Linked DNA regions of Mus musculus: region 2 is linked to region 1. A link is a contact called in public promoter capture Hi-C data. All regions are on one chromosome and are shown on one strand. Each heading gives the region's core, a stretch centred on a gene start, on an enhancer-like site or on the middle of the called end of the contact. The rest is flanking DNA. Distances are from core to core; before and after follow the strand shown.

The links. Promoter capture Hi-C pulls out the DNA fragments that hold promoters and counts their contacts.
Region 2: a promoter capture Hi-C map of neural stem cells shows a contact between it and region 1. The contact joins the promoter of BB014433 here to the promoter of Arhgef10 in region 1. A contact is called at or near these places in 6 of 39 promoter capture datasets (3T3-L1-derived adipocytes, cranial neural crest, embryonic stem cells and 3 more), 1 of 15 datasets of contacts at CTCF or cohesin (large pre-B cells), 3 of 484 Hi-C or Micro-C datasets (cerebral cortex, double positive thymocytes and embryonic stem cells), 11 of 115 datasets of contacts at active chromatin or transcription factors (the NIH/3T3 cell line, double positive thymocytes, embryonic forebrain and 4 more) and 4 of 9 other capture datasets (adipose tissue, embryonic stem cells, liver and 1 more).

The regions. Positions count from the first base shown.
Region 1 is chr8:14,907,578-14,915,264 of GRCm38.p6, reverse strand. It overlaps Arhgef10 (Rho guanine nucleotide exchange factor (GEF) 10), which reads right to left and starts at 3,602. Exons shown (of 29, transcript NM_172751.3): 1 at 3,502-3,602.
Region 2 is chr8:15,042,820-15,050,506 of GRCm38.p6, reverse strand. It overlaps BB014433 (expressed sequence BB014433), which reads left to right and starts at 4,429. Exons shown (of 2, transcript NR_037972.1): 1 at 4,429-4,540; 2 at 7,414-7,687.

The sequences.
Region 1 (7,687 bases), core at 2,353-4,852:
AGGCAGAGGCAGGTGGATCTCTGTGAGTTTAAGGCCAGCTGGTCTCCGTGATGAGCTTCAGGCCATCCAGGGCTCTGTTACATAGAGCAACCCTGTCTCTAGAAAACCAACCCAGCCCATAGACACCACTTTCCACTAGCAGATGCACGTTAATGTGACACAGGAAAAGCAAGAAACAGCGGGGTGGAGAGGGACGGACAACAACACTAGGAAAATTGTGGCCTTGTTTCATAAGCAATTTCTGAAAATTCACATAGAGAAAGAGGCAAAAGCCAGCCTGCAGGCCCAGCCACTGTGGAAGGGTCAGTCAATGGGGTAGGGCAGAAGACCTTGGAGAGGGCACACACAAGGCAGGCAGGGTTGAATGAAGGCAGGACCTTCCTAGGGTGCATTGTACCCCACATGTTTCTCCTATAGGTGTAGCCTCTCTCCAGAGGCTGTAGTTCAGGTCCCCATCCATCCACAGTCAAGGCCGCCACCTTGCTGCCTGCCCACAGATACATTCGTGGCCCATGTGCTGTCTAGTCTCAGTTCATTTCAGACCCTTCCAAACTGTCTTTCCTAGAGTACCCACCCCAGTGTATCGTCCCTAAAGCACATCTCCAGGGAACATAGCTAGTAAGATCTGCATTTCAACCCCAACAATAATTAACAGTACACCCCACTACCAGCCAAGCCAACTGTCCTCTGGAACGAACATCAATACTCTCTGAACATCTCCAGACATAACCTTCCACGGTGCACTTACTAGTTTGAGTCGTGCAATTCAAGGATGATGTGTTATACAACTGGGGTTTCAATTATGAAAATGGTTTATACTGTTATCTGCAGATGACATCAGCCACGGCTGCTGAATTTCCAATTTTCTCTGGTGAACACAGAATAGTTTCAGGTGTAGAGCAGTGTGTGTGTGTGTGTGTGTGTGTGTGTGTGTGTGTGTGTGTGTGTTTACACATTGCTTCCCAGTGAGGTCACACCTAAGCAGAACCAAGCCTAGAGTGGACAGTCACAGGGTTAGTGGTGACTCCATCAGATGACCCAGGACCCAGGCACACAGCCCCCTACCCACCCAGAAAGTCTCCATCTGGAACCACCAGAGCTTGCTTCGAGCCTCACGAAAAGGATCTCACCAAAGAAGAGGCACACCCGAGTACCAAGAAGATGCCTGCAGCAAATCTAGAAGAACCCTGGTTCAAAAGATGAAGGATGGAGGTGCAGCTTCGGAGTGGAGATTGTGCAAGCACGGAGGCCACAGCTCTAGGACAAGCACCTCAAAAACAAAACGTTATTTCTGATAACCGACTTTTACTTCTTCCCTCAGGACCTGAAACTCCCATCGTTAATAACTGGTCTGTACGGTGATGCGTCACCGAATGGCACAGCTCTTCCCTCTGAGAAGTCACGACTGGCTGTGTAACTCTGGACAGTGATTTCAAACAAGGTGACTCACATGTTTGGTACTGATGCCAGTGAAATGACAAAAAGCTCTTGGGGCCAGAAAGGAGTGGTAAACATTTAAAGAGAGACTTAAGTACAAACTTGAACAATCTTTTCTAATAAAAGTTATTCTTGGTAAAATAGGTATTTGAAGAGGAATCAGAAGGAAGAGCTGCGCAATTTGGTTCGTTAGCGTCATCGTACAGACCAGTTTTTAACGAAGGGAGTTTCAGGTCCTGAAGGACGAGATAAAAGTCGGTATTATATATATGTACACATATATGTGCATATATGTGTACATATATATATATAATTTTTGTAATATTTATTATTAGTTATGTTTCTATTGCCGTGATAAAGCACCATGACCAAGGCAGTTTATTTGGGCATCTGGTTGCTGAGGGATAAAAGTGCATTACTGCGGGGTGGGCGGAGCATGCTGGGATGGGCGGAGCATACAGGGATGGGCGGAGCATGGCACCGGGCACAGTGGCTACAGTAGAACACTGAGAACATACACCTGGAGCCACCAGCAGACATGCATGAATCGAAGAGGACATAATCTGAATACTGCACAACTCTGAAACGTCAAAGATCATACATCCTCCTTCAGGGCCGTACCTCCTAAACCTACCCAAACAGCACTCCAACTAGGAACCGAGAATTCAGGCATCGGAGCCTGTGGAGGGGGGCGGCATCCTCATTCAAGCCACAACACCTTTACCTATGTATTAATTCAGCATTTACTGGGGATCAAACCCAGCCTGCTGCATGCCACACCCCAGTCCTGCCTTCTTGTTTATATGAAAAAATCTCATTATTGGAGCCCAGGCTGGCCAGACTCAAGATCCTTCTAACTCAGACCTTCGAGTGCCAAAATAGATTTTTTAATAGTAACCAAGGCTGTGGGCGTAGCTCAGCAACAGAGCATTTGCCTGGCAAGATGCTCGGCAGTAGTAAGGAGCACCTGCTGAGTATGTGCGAGGGAGGACCTAGAATCAAGAAAGAGTCACCTGACAATGAAATGCTGTCCCTTGCCCAGATTCTAAACACAGCTACACAGCTTACTGTGTGGTCCAGCCAAAGAAAAGAAGGAAAGATTGCTGCCATTTGAGTCCAGAAGAACCTCTTCCTCCAGCAAAGGCTGTAACTGAGATGCATCCTACGTTAGAGTTCACACCAAGCATGTCTATTGCCCTCTGGGAAATCAAAACATGGTGTCCCACAGTGTCCAGGGTGCCCAACCACCTGCTTTTATTTACTGCACACCAGATCAGGATCTACCCTAATTATTGAGCAATGGTGGGTAGCAAAAAAACCTTACCCCAGCAACAACTTCACCCTAAAGGGGATCCTAAGGATCTTAATTCAAACATCCCAAGATGACTTCTCTCATGCAATTTCAGCGACCTTTCACCCTTTCACCCCACATCTCCAGGTCAGAGGCTGCAGGTCCCTACTGCACATACCCTTGAGCCTTACCCTCAGGCTATGGGACACAGTGATGCTGGGGACTGTCTCCTGTCTTGGCCGAAGATTCACTCAAGTTGGGCGGCTGCTCAATGCTCTGTGTCTAGGGACACCCATCGAAGTTGGGGGACTTTTTGCTGCCTTGTGTCTGGGGATAACCATTGAAAGGGAAGGCTGCATGCCGCTGAATCTATGCCTGAGAACACCTAGGGCATAGGTTGAGGGGCTGCTTCTGTCTGTGCCTAGGGGCCACCTGCAAATTTGTGGGTGCTTCTTGCTTCCCCCATGTCCATAGACACTCACTAAAGCGGGGGGTCGGGTAGGGGTTGCTGGGCCTAGAGAAGGAAACACCGGCCAGATTTGGGGGCAACTGAAACTGAAGTTGGGAGCTCCTTGCCGTCCTGTGCCAGAGACAGCGCTGAACTGGTGTTGGGGGGTGGTTACTCGCTGCCGTCTGTCACTGTGCGCAGTCCCGCAAACCCAGGGTGGGGTTTAGCTACTTCGGGGACCTGGGTAGAAGTGCAACTTTTAAAGCAAAGAAGCAACCCGTGCAAGCGGCCTGGGACGGGACTTGGGGTCGCCGTGCTCACTCACCGAGGGACCGGGCGCCATCCGCCGTCTGCGTCCGCCAGTTGTCCCGCGCCCCCCGCGCGCCCCGCGCGCCCCGCCCGCGATGCGCTCCCACCCCGCCCGCCAGGGAAGCCCCTCCCACCTCACCATGATTGGCCGGAACCGGCCGTGCTTCGTGCTCATTGGCCAGCGTTCCTGCCCGTTCCTCGGCCGCGCCCGACCCTCGCGCCAGCGCATTCCTGCGAGGCCACGTGGCCATCAGCCCCCCTCCCCTCCCCGCCCCGCCCCCAGCCTAACGCCCCGCGCCGTGAGTAGGAGGGATGCTGCCTACCTTGCGCCCCCGGGGACAGAGGGGGCACAGAAAGGACACCAGCTTGTAGTGCCCCAGAGTGGACGCTTCTCCCCTCAGACTCCTGGTCACTGGGAAATGGCGCGGGGCCAGATTGTGTCTCCCGATCATCCGCCCTCTGTTAGACACTGGGAGCTGCGCTGTCGCTGGCAGGGAACACAAGACAGACACTCCACCCATCGTGACCCCAGAGTCTGCTTGCTCTCTGCAGATCCTGGTCAGGGCTCCTGTGGGAAGGGGGCACTGAACAACACTTCACTCCATCTCTGGCCCTTCTCCCCCTGACCACCTCTCCCATCTTGGGTCCCACGGGCAGTGGGGCACAGAACGGATACCACACCCAGCATCCACTGTTCCTTACAGACCTACAAAGTAGGGGATGCCAGGAGAACAACCCATCCGACCTAGAGCCACCCTGCCAGCCTAGGCGGTCCTGGCTGGTCAGGGTCAGGGGCTCCTCGTCCCGCCAAGTACAGGAAATAGAAATGCCGACCAACCGTGACCTCAGCTCAATACCTTTCCAGGCGCTATTACAGCTTGCCTGTCACCGGGAGGCTCTTGTTTGCTGAACCGGAGTTCCAGCTTTCCATAGCTCTCTAAATGCAGGAAGCGATGCTGGAGAGAGCTTAGCTAGCCTTTCTGCTCATGGCTGAGCCTGGAAAGGGAGGCGCTGTGAAGACCAAGAATGTGGGCCTTGGTGATATTAAAGGCCTGCAGGTGTCTGCATAGAAAAGTGCTGGGATATTCTGGAAGAGCCCTTCTGGGCAGTTGAATGTGCTTAGCACGAACCTTTGTTTTGTGCATGTAGAGGGAAGCAAATCATTAAATTATTAAAGGAAAGCAACACCCATCAAAGTGCTAACTGGTACACGGCTAGGGCACATAGCAAACATGTTCCCATACTGGACTGTCACATCTCCCACCAACATGGTTCATAGAAGTTGCGGAAACCCCGGGGTTCTTAAGTCTCTAAGTCCACTCAGTTACAGAATGAGTTCAGAGAGAGGTTTGTTCCACAGTAAGTGTCTATAGAGCTGGTATGCTCTGTAGCTAGACATTTCTCAAACAGACTATGACTAGGTAGGTCAGATTATAGCCTAGGTACGGTGACACCTCATAGCTGTTTGGAAGTAGCATTCACTAAAGTTACAGGAGTGGACTGTGTTGAACTCTCAGACCTGTCTGAAATGACAAGACATTCCTGTTGTCTCTGTGGAAGACCTTTGGGTAAAGTACCCAAAGAACTCCCAGACTAGAGTCGTGAAGGACATTTTCTAAGGAGCGTTGTGAGAGGAAATAGGTCTGTACTACAGTGTTCTCCGCTGGAGTAGAGAGCACACAGCATCCTCTCTCCCCCCAAGGCTGTAGACGAGAGAAGGATTACATTAGGAAGCCTCGGGATGAAGCTAGTCAGAAAGGAGTTGGACCGGCTCAAGTCCTGACCAATCTATTATAGTATCACACATTACCACGTCTGTAAGTCCACAGGCAGGAATCTGAGACTTTCTGTTTTAGGTCTTCTTTGACCCATGGGATACTAAGAACAGTTAGTTAGGCTTCATTATCAAACACTGAGGGATTTTCTTTTAATTAGTATGTAAATGCACCCATAAATACATAAATATATGTGCTTACATATGTAAAGCTTAATTCCACTGTATGATTTTAACCTTTAAGCCTCATGACGACACTGCATGCCTGGTACTGTGAGCATCGCAGATGACCTGTGAGCACTGAGCTGCGTGTATAACAGAGTCAAACCCACACTCTGCATTTGCCGACGTAATGTTCTGTGGCTGTCAGTTGGGTCACGCCCATGGCCATTTGTTGATGTGTCAGATGCTGAGAATGGTGTATTACAGATGTCAACTCTCTCCACCCATTCGGCATTGCCCTAAGCATGTAAACAGCGTTACCAAGTAAACCAGCTGGTGTAAGGATGGGGGTTACAGAAAATACGCATATTAAAAATTTAGTATTGGAATCAAATGAAATAACTTTAAAGTTTCTAGAAGAAAACGTGGGAGAATATCCTACTGATCTCCTGAAAGGAAACAAAACACACGAAACTCTCAAAACAAAACAAAAACCCACTAAATGGCCTTAATCAAGACTTAAAATTCCCACTCACCTCAGGGCATGGTTAAAGTGAAAGGACAAGCCACACTTTGGGTAGATATTGTTACCACACTGTTAGGGATTGTGTGTGAGATGCACCCTCCCCCGCTACAGGTTCATGTGTTTCAGAACTTGGTCCCCAGTAGTGGTACTGTTGTGGGAAGATGGTGAATCTATAGAGTATGGGGTCTAGATGAAGGAAGAGGGTTAGTAGGAGGGTGGGCCTTGGGATATATATTCAAACCCTCCTCCCTGCTCTATTGATTGCTCAGGACCATGTAATTAGCAGCTACCACATACTCCCACCGAGGAGCCACCAATCACCATGCCTTCCCCAACACAGCAGACTGTGTCCCTTTAAACCATGAGCCAAAAAGCCCTCTTCTTTTAAGTCCCCTCTAGTTAGTGATCAGAAAAGAAACTAATACATACAAATACTTTTATGTCCCTCCCCCCATTGGTGCCTTTGTCCATTTCATGTTGCTGTGATGATGATGTCTAAGAACAGGCCATCTGTAGTAACCAGAAATCAGTTACTTATAGTTCTGGACATTACTTATGGACCAAGCTCTCCCATGTTCTAGTCTGCTCTCTACTTTTATGATAAGTGACTGAAAGCGACCTGGTGAAGAAAGGGTTAATTTCAGCTTAGACCTCCCAGGTCATGATCCTTCATGGAGGGAAATTAGGACGGGGATTTGATGGTGGTACCTGAGGCACGGGACCAACAGGGACGTCTGCACAGGGGTAGGAACGAGCCTAGGGAGCTAGCTTGAGGAGGGTTTGTACTAAGGAGGATCGTGTTTTGAAGTGGGCAGGTGGTCTTTGGAATAGCATAGGGGTGTGATTACCCGGGGGGGGGGGGTGAAATATGGGTTCAGGTGGGAAGCAGTGTTTGCCCTCCTGATAGTGACGGAGACTTCTGAGTTGTGGCTGCAGACTTCTAAACTCACTGGGATTCCGGGCGCAATTGTGTGTAGTCTGTCTTCTCCTGCAAAGCCACGAAGACAGTGAGGGGAACCACCTGGAGCCATGTCGGGTTTTTTTGGTGTTTTTTTTTTTTTTTTGTCTGAATCTTATGGTGAGCCACCCTCTCAGCTAACGCTGGAGCTGACACGTGAATCCCATGGCTGTTTCTATCCACAGGAAATGAAGCTGATGTGCTAGAGTTAAAAATGAAATCATTTTCTGGGGCCAGATAACAATTGGCACTTCTCCCAGTAGGTAATGTCTGGCAGGACAATAACAACCAGTTCATGACATGGATATCTCCTAGCTTCTACAACAAGGCCAAGAATCCCTGACCTGCAGGACCCAGTGTCCCTAGCTGTCACTTATCAGATAAACTTTCTGACAACCACAGTACCTCCTCTCTGTCCATCTAACTCACAGATGTTACCGCTGTCCCAGCTACTTAGCATTTTCCCCTCGGAACAGGCTGGTGAACATGTCAGTGGAGACAACAGTGGATGGATGTTGAAAGGAATGTAGCTCTGAACCATGGAAAATGGACAGTGCAGACACATTCAGCTTGCCCAAATTTAACACGCTCCTCATACTTTCTCCTAAGGGGAGTTTGGGGATAAGCCACACAGCGGAAGTGTCCCCAGTCCTGCCTTCCACAGAGCTATGAGCTCTATGCCTCCCTCCTTTCATATACCCAGGGTCTGTGTGTGTCACTAGCCTGAGCTCTAACTGGATAAGGTAAGGAATTAGATCTTCTCCAGGTTCCAGGCACAGACT
Region 2 (7,687 bases), core at 3,180-5,679, 130 kb before region 1:
ATACACCCCGCATGCCAGACATGCTCTGACAGATCCATCAATGTCAGGCACACTGTACAGGGTCAATAGGTATATCTTCTATTAAATGTAAAGGCTTGGCTTTTACTGTGTGGGTTCTATGGGCAGGCAACAGCCTTTAGAAACATCTGGCTCTGGCGTTCGCATTTATTTCTTGCAGACAAGGGCATATGTACATGCTCATGCTATTACATGCAAGTGTGCGTGCATGTGTGTTTGTGTGCACTTGGAAAATGGGGGTGGGGTCCTCAGTACCTTTGTCAATCATTCTTCGCCTTGTAGGGTTGTGTGTGTGTGTATATGTGTGTGTGTGTTTTGAGTCAGGGTCTCTCACTGAACCTGGAGTCCATTTATTCAGCCACACAGGCTAACCAATGAACTCCAGGGATCTGCCTGTCTCCGTGCCCTAACACTAGGCTCACAGAAGTGTGCCACAGCATCCGACTTGTATGTAGGTGCTAGGAGCCAAACTGGGGGACCTCATGCTTATGTGGCGAGTACATTATTGACTGAGCCATACCTAGCCCCACAGGGGGTCCATTCCTAAAATGGATTCAGTGAGACATGCTAAGGCAGAAGGGAGCTAGGTTTAGATGGAGAGCCCCAAGCTGGAATTAAGAGCACAGGCTCGGGCTGGTTCTGTTTGCTGATCTATTCTTGGAGCTGTATGCCTATTGAGAATCCCTTCAGCTGCCCTGGGCCTTGATTTCCTCATTGGCACCGTGGGAATCAGATTAGACACTCCTAGGTTAATCCCCAAGAGGCTCAGGGCTCAGTCCTGAATGGTCATGCTCTGAGCCTAAGCTTGCTGCACAGGACTGTGTGGCCAGCTGCCTGGCCCACGACAGGCTCCAGGAAACAGTAGCAAAGGCTCGGACAAGCTGTGCCAACAAGGATTCCATTCTGAAAATGCTCAGAGGCTCAAAGATTAGCAGCAATGTGCCATGCCACGTGTTTACAAGAACAGTGGCTGCAATAAAGTAAAAGTGGCATTAGGCACAAGAGTCCATTCTGCTGGCCCTGCCTATCCTGGCCAGGCTGGACGCAAACAGTGTGCCCACTGGGCTAAAAGAGAGCTGATAGGCTGAGGACCAACCCAAGCTGAACCACAGCAGTGAGCAGAACTCATACTACAGAGATCCAAGGGTAGCCCCTTACCTTCACCTCACCTGCGAGAGTGGACACCATGGTCCAGAGAGGTTTGTAAAAAAGCCAGGGAATGCTGTTAATGCAGAGCAAGGATCTAAATGATAATCTATTACTTCTGTTTTCTAGACCTTTGTGATGGAGCCTCCTGGGAGAGAGGGAAGAGGTGCACAAAGCCAGGCCATGGTCAAGTGTGGAGTTGGGACAGAACTCTAGCTCAGGAGGCTAAGGTGAATGAGCAAGTCTGAGCCAGTGTGAGCCAGTGTGAGCCAGTCTGAGCAAGTGTGAGCCAGTGTGAGCCTGTGTGAGCCAGTCTGAGCCAGTGTGAGCCAGTGTGAGCCTGTGTGAGCCAGTCTGAGCCAGTGTGAGCAGTACACACATGTAAGCCCAGTGGACTGAGCATCTTTCAGGGGCCCATATAGCTTCGACAAGATACAGTTAACAACAGGGATAGGAAGTTGACAGTCTTTTAAACATTGTAAATCACCAATAGCCACATAAAGAGCATCTGGAGCCTGGAGTGGTGGGGCAGGGCCATCCTCTCAGCCCTTGTAAAATGGAGGCAAGAGGATCAAGAGTTCAAGACCATCCTCAGGTTCATACAGAGTTCAAGACCAGCCTGAACCCCATGGGCCACATCTCTAAAGAACAACTAAATAACCAGCTGTAATCACTTCGAAGTCCCCGCCTAACACTAAACTCCGGGTTCACAAAGCCAGAATGCCCTTGCCTGCTTCCCTTGGCTTCCTGGGAAGGTGCTGCTGGTGCACAGAAGCCTGAAGCTCAGATCCTTCGCAGCCTCAACTGCTCCATATTCTCTGGTCACAACTAAGAACCATGGCTTCCCAGCCAATAGGAAAGTCAGCGTGACGGGAGATTCCTGTCTTAGGGTTAAGCCACTCTGAAGATTAATATATGCCACCCCCTTAACTCGGCATCTAATGAAGCCAGTTAATACCTGAGGGGTTCTTTCTCTGGGACAGGCTCATTCTCAGATATGGGCTCAAGGAGTCCTGTTCCCTATCTTAGTGCAGAGCAACTGTTATTGATGTGCAGGGACCCTGCAGCTCCTGTATGAATGCCTGCTGATTTGTTGCTACACCTGGAGCCCACCGGCTACGGGGAAGTGAGACAGACAGACAACAATACTGCCAAGAAAGTGTATGTGTGTTAGGGATGGGGTTGACATCCCATGATGCATTGTGGCCAGACACTCACCTCCCAGATCGGTGACCCTGGATGACATGCAGGTACAACTTTCTCACCAAAGAACGGGTGAGTATGAAGTGGAAAGATGAGTGATTTCTCAGGTCTTCCTCTCCCGCATGCCCCCGAATCAGTCATAATTAGGGGGTTGGTCATCTACAACAGAGCCGCTCTGAGACTAAAAAGATCGACTGTTAATAACCAGTGCATGCCCAGAGATCCAGACATCTGCCACCCTGACCACAACCAGTTGACCTACACAGCAGAAACACCCAAGAATGTGTGTCTAACCTTACACCCGTGGCTCACCGTGTCAGATTGATTGGTAGAGAGCCAACTAAGAAGCATGCCTCTGGATAGGTCTCTGTGTGTGTGTTTCAGGAAGGTTCAGTTGAGGTAGGGTGTCCCACTACAAATATGGGAGTGCTATTCCATGGACTGGGGTTCCAGACTGCATAAAGAGGAGAAAGCAGGCTGGTCAACAGCGGCCATCTCCCTCTGTTTTCTTACTGCTGATGCAAACCTCCCCTCCACTAAGAACTATGTATCCTCTCGAATTGTAGCTGTGTATCCTCCCAAGCAAGCCCTCCCTCCCTTAGGGCTTTGTCAAGTGTTTTCACTCACCAGCAAGGATCTGACATACTCACTAACTTCGAGCAATTGAGCAAATTATTTTCAAAAAATCATGAATGATCCTAGCACAGCCCAAAGAGCCCTTCTCTCCCTCTTCCCTCTTAATGGCCACTACTGCAGTATCACCTTTGTTCACAAGAGGGCACACCAGCCACCAGAAATCTTTTCTTCCCTGGGCACTCTCCTGGCTGTGAGCTCTTTTCAAGAAGAGCTCAACAATAGTGTGCAAAAGAAAGAAAAAAAGAAAAGTCTGGAACTTGAGTGTTGTTACCCATAATCCTTTTTAATGTGGAATAAAGTTCCATTACTCCTGACCCCGGGGCTGGCAAGTCACAGTAATTGTGTCTGACACATCCTGGGGCATGATAGGCAGCACTGTTTCTATGATTTTTAGAGGACTGTACAAACAAGACCAAGAAAAACCTTAGAAACCTTTTATTTTTCCTGTTGAGAGCTGCCTAGTTTGTCTACTTGCTAATCCCAGCTGCAGAGGAGGTTTTAATTATGAGTAGCTTGTTTTCTTCTGGCACAAAGAATGTAGGGTGGTATAGGGAGTGTAGGCTAAGTATTAGGAGGTAACTCCTCCAAAGAACACAGGGTCCCTTCAAGCCAATAGAAATTCTTCACTGGCCAGTAGACCTAAACCGTGGAGCCCTGAGCCCTACAGTTCTTTGTCAGCGTGCACAAAAATTACATCCTGGTTGTCAAGCTTTGGTTAGCAAGAAGACAACAACAGATGCCAAAAAGCAAGGTTGGTATATTTAGGAACTTTCCCAGGTCCTGTACTATGGGCTGGCATAGGTTTTTGGTGGATTTGGTCTTAGTACCCATTCTGGCAGGCATTGGGGCCTACATACCCAGTTTTAAGGTCACGATAATGTCTCTAACATGACATCAGATGTCCTAAGGTCTTAGGATGTACTAAGCTCTGGGGGCCTGTTACAGTAAGAGATGATCTACAAACACCCAGGCCTGGATTGTCACTCCCAAATGGGTCCCAAAGTCGCTTCAATCTGAGATGTCCCTAGCCCTGTCATATAAAGTATCCTTTATGATGATAAGAGCCCAGACTTGTACTATGACCACTCTGATATCTGCGGGAGAGGGAGGACTCCATACACACTTTAAAACCCATTCAGCACCCTGCATCTGATGTGAGTTTGTCCCATGACAGGACTTCAGAGTCAGGAAGCTGTGGGGTGTGGAGTCACGTGAGCTGTGGAGGTCCACCCAAGGACACTGAGAGACAGTGAGAAGCCAACGGGGCTTTCGAGATGGAACAGCCTTGCTCTACGTGAACCTAGACGTGGGAACAAAGGCTTCCGAAGCCTTGGAAACCATGGGGAAAGAATGCAGTGCTGACCCTGGGAACAAACATAAATTCCAGGTTCTAATAGAAGGAAGGTTCTGGGCGATGACTTCTTTGTTGAACCCAACATTCCCGTGCCCTGTTGACGCACCCCTCTACGGAGCCAAGATCTGTTGGCACAGCCCTCTGCGGAGCCATGCTAAGAACACCATGAACTACAAATTGAGGGTGAGCTCAAGCCTGCTGGTAAGAAACAACCAAAGAAACCCACTGTCTCTAGACTTTCCCAGAAGCAGAATTCTGTGCTGAAGTAGTTGACCCATACCTGTTAGCGCTACTTAAATACGAATACATTTTTATCATGTCACCGCTCATGTGACATGCTCGTAAAATCTACTCATCTCTCTGCCATGGGTCTCGTATAAACCCAGAAAGACAAAGTGATTCTAAAGATGGTAAAGAACTTCCCATTACTGCAGATGTGGAAACTGACCCACACAGAACCAGCAGCACCCTCACCTGCAGCTCCTGGAAACCCAAGTCTACCAAGTTTAGCCTCCAGGATACCCACAGACATGTCTCTTCACTGGACCAAGGTGTGAACAACTCCCTTGGCTTTTCCTGTATTCTTATGCACCTAGGCCCTGTACTGTGTAGGACAGGATGGGTTGCTGTTTGCAGACAGAGTCCTCGTAAGGAAAGGGTGCACAGATACACCAGTGGCAAGGATAACATACTTGATGCTCTTGACCTAAATAATAATCAGAGACATTCAGACAGACAGACAGTCTTCAGGACATTGATATTGAGAGCTGAATGGGCTATTGTGGGAACAGGTATACCCCAGAAAGTCATGATTGTGGGCAAGGGATAATTTCTATAAACAAAATGAATTATGTCTAGCATCTTGAAACCATCTTCCTTGGTCACAGACTATCAAGGGAAATGCCACCCAAGGCTGAGTGGGCCATTTGGGGATAAACATCCTGAAAGGGTTTTCTGGACAAAATTCTGGTTCTGTAGCCAATGCAATGGTTCTACATCTTGGTGAATACAAAGTCAAAGCAAATGCCAGCATGAAATGAAGTAGAAAGATATATTACCTGCAGCAGGAAGGGAAGGGCAGGCAACCATTTCCAAAGCATCCAATGCCTTCCTCTGGGGAAGTGCCTGGAGCTGTTCGGCAAGCCAACAACACCTATGCAGTGGAGAGGGGGCCCCATCCTGAACGTGCTTAGTTAATGCTGAGTTGAACTCCTGCGCATGCTCAATTTAAGGTTATCATTCAGAAAGAAAGATGTAGATGTATTTCTGGGCATGCTCTGGTTTATAGATAGGGCACATAGGAGCCAGGTAGCATGCTGGGCATGTGACATAAACCTTCTGAAGGCTGAGTTAATATAGGAACTTGCCTGTGATGGTGCCTGCTTCACCGCTTGCCTCTGCCACTTGAGGTTTCCTGTGATCTGATCACCAGTCGAGTATCAAAGATATATTATATATTATATGTTATACTATGTTATATATTATATCAATTATATTATATATTCTATGTTATATGTTATATTATCTCATATATCATATATTATATATAACCTCCTTGTTATATCTATTAATAAACAGTTATTAAATAGATGAGTGACTCCATTTGGTTACAATAACTTACAGTTTTATGCTTAGTAGATGTGATAGATGTCAAATGATGCCTTTGCATAAGATATTCTTATATTTGAAAACTCATCTGTAAGCACACACGGGGAACTGGGAGAGAAGGGAGCTGTGAATGGGAACCATCGCAGGGGTCCCACATCTGGTATGGAAGGAGTTGTGAGTGGGAACCATCGCAGGGGTCCCACATCTGGTATGGAAGGAATTGTGAGTGGGAACCATCGCAGGGGTCCCACATCGGGTATGGAAGGAGTTGTGAGTGGGAACCATCGCAGGGGTCCTACATCTGGTATGGAAGGAGTTGTGAGTGGGAACCATCACAGGGGTCCCACATCTGGTATGGAAGGAGTTGTGAGTGGGAACCATCGCAGGGGTCCCACATCTGGTATGGAAGGAGTTGTGAGTGGGAACCATTACAGGGGTCCCACATTGGGTATGGCCTCCAGGATCACACACTCAACAGGATTCCTGGGGTCCTGAGGCATGAAAGTGTTCACAGCACAGAAGTCACACTATGTCCACAATGCCCACTGCCCTGAGTCAGTCATACCATGTAGGACAAAGTAATTGGGTCCATGGTGTGGTGGGGACAGGACCTGACCCAGGAGACTGATCCTGAACCAGAGGCTTGCGTGGAACTGAGTAACTGAAGGAAGATGTAGCCCCCAAGCACCGACTTTCCCAGTCTTCCAACTTTTACATGGTGCATGCTTAGACACAAATCCATGAATTAACTAGTCGTGAATAATTCTGGCATGATAGCTGGGATTTCCCAAAGTGTGTAAAGCCCTGTTGATTACAAGACCGATAGGGCCCTTGCTGCACAGACTCAGCCCATCAACATAGAACATGGGACTTACACAGAAGCAGGCACACACTGGGGACATCATGGAATTATCACGGACAGAAACACGTGTCATCCGAGTGCACGTCATTGCCATGACCTGCACTGTGTTGAAAAAATACACTTCATGATTTAATTGGCCAGCATTTACTCTGCATACATACTTACGTAATAGTAAATGTACCTAAAATATTCTGAAAGGCTGCGGAGAGGGCTCATTCACTTGCCACATAAGTTTGAGGGTCTGAGTCCAAATCCACTCAGCTTGCATAAGCAGGAGGTGGGAGCAGAAACAGGAGACTTTGTGGAAGCTTACAGCTGTATACAGAGTGATAGACAACAGCAAAAAAAGAAAAAAAAAGAGGTTCTGTCTCAAGCAAGGAGGAAAGCAAAGAGCAAAACTGGAGGATACCTCCATCAAATTCACATGCACACCGTGGCACACAGGATTACAAGCACATACACACTCACGGAAGCACGCATGTACACGCAGTCAAAAGAATGGGAAATGTGGCATTATTATTTTCATTTATTCTTAGTAACGTCATTGTTTAATACACTTGTACTTGTCTCTTTGTTTGCCCTAAAGGATGCAGTGTGCTGTATCACCAGGAGGTGGCAGTGTTGTACTTAAAGAAGCACCACACAGGCTTAGGACTGAGATCTCTTACAACTGTGGGAAATCCACGGCCTGTTGCATCACTGCAGACCCAGCAAAGCCATTTGTGATCATTTGGTGCCACCTGCCTGCTTTACAGTAAGAATCCACAGAACTTGCAGAGCCGTTCTAACTAGGACCCAAACTGGAGAAAACAAAACCATACTCACACCATGGGAAACTACAAAAGCATGCCGACTGTATC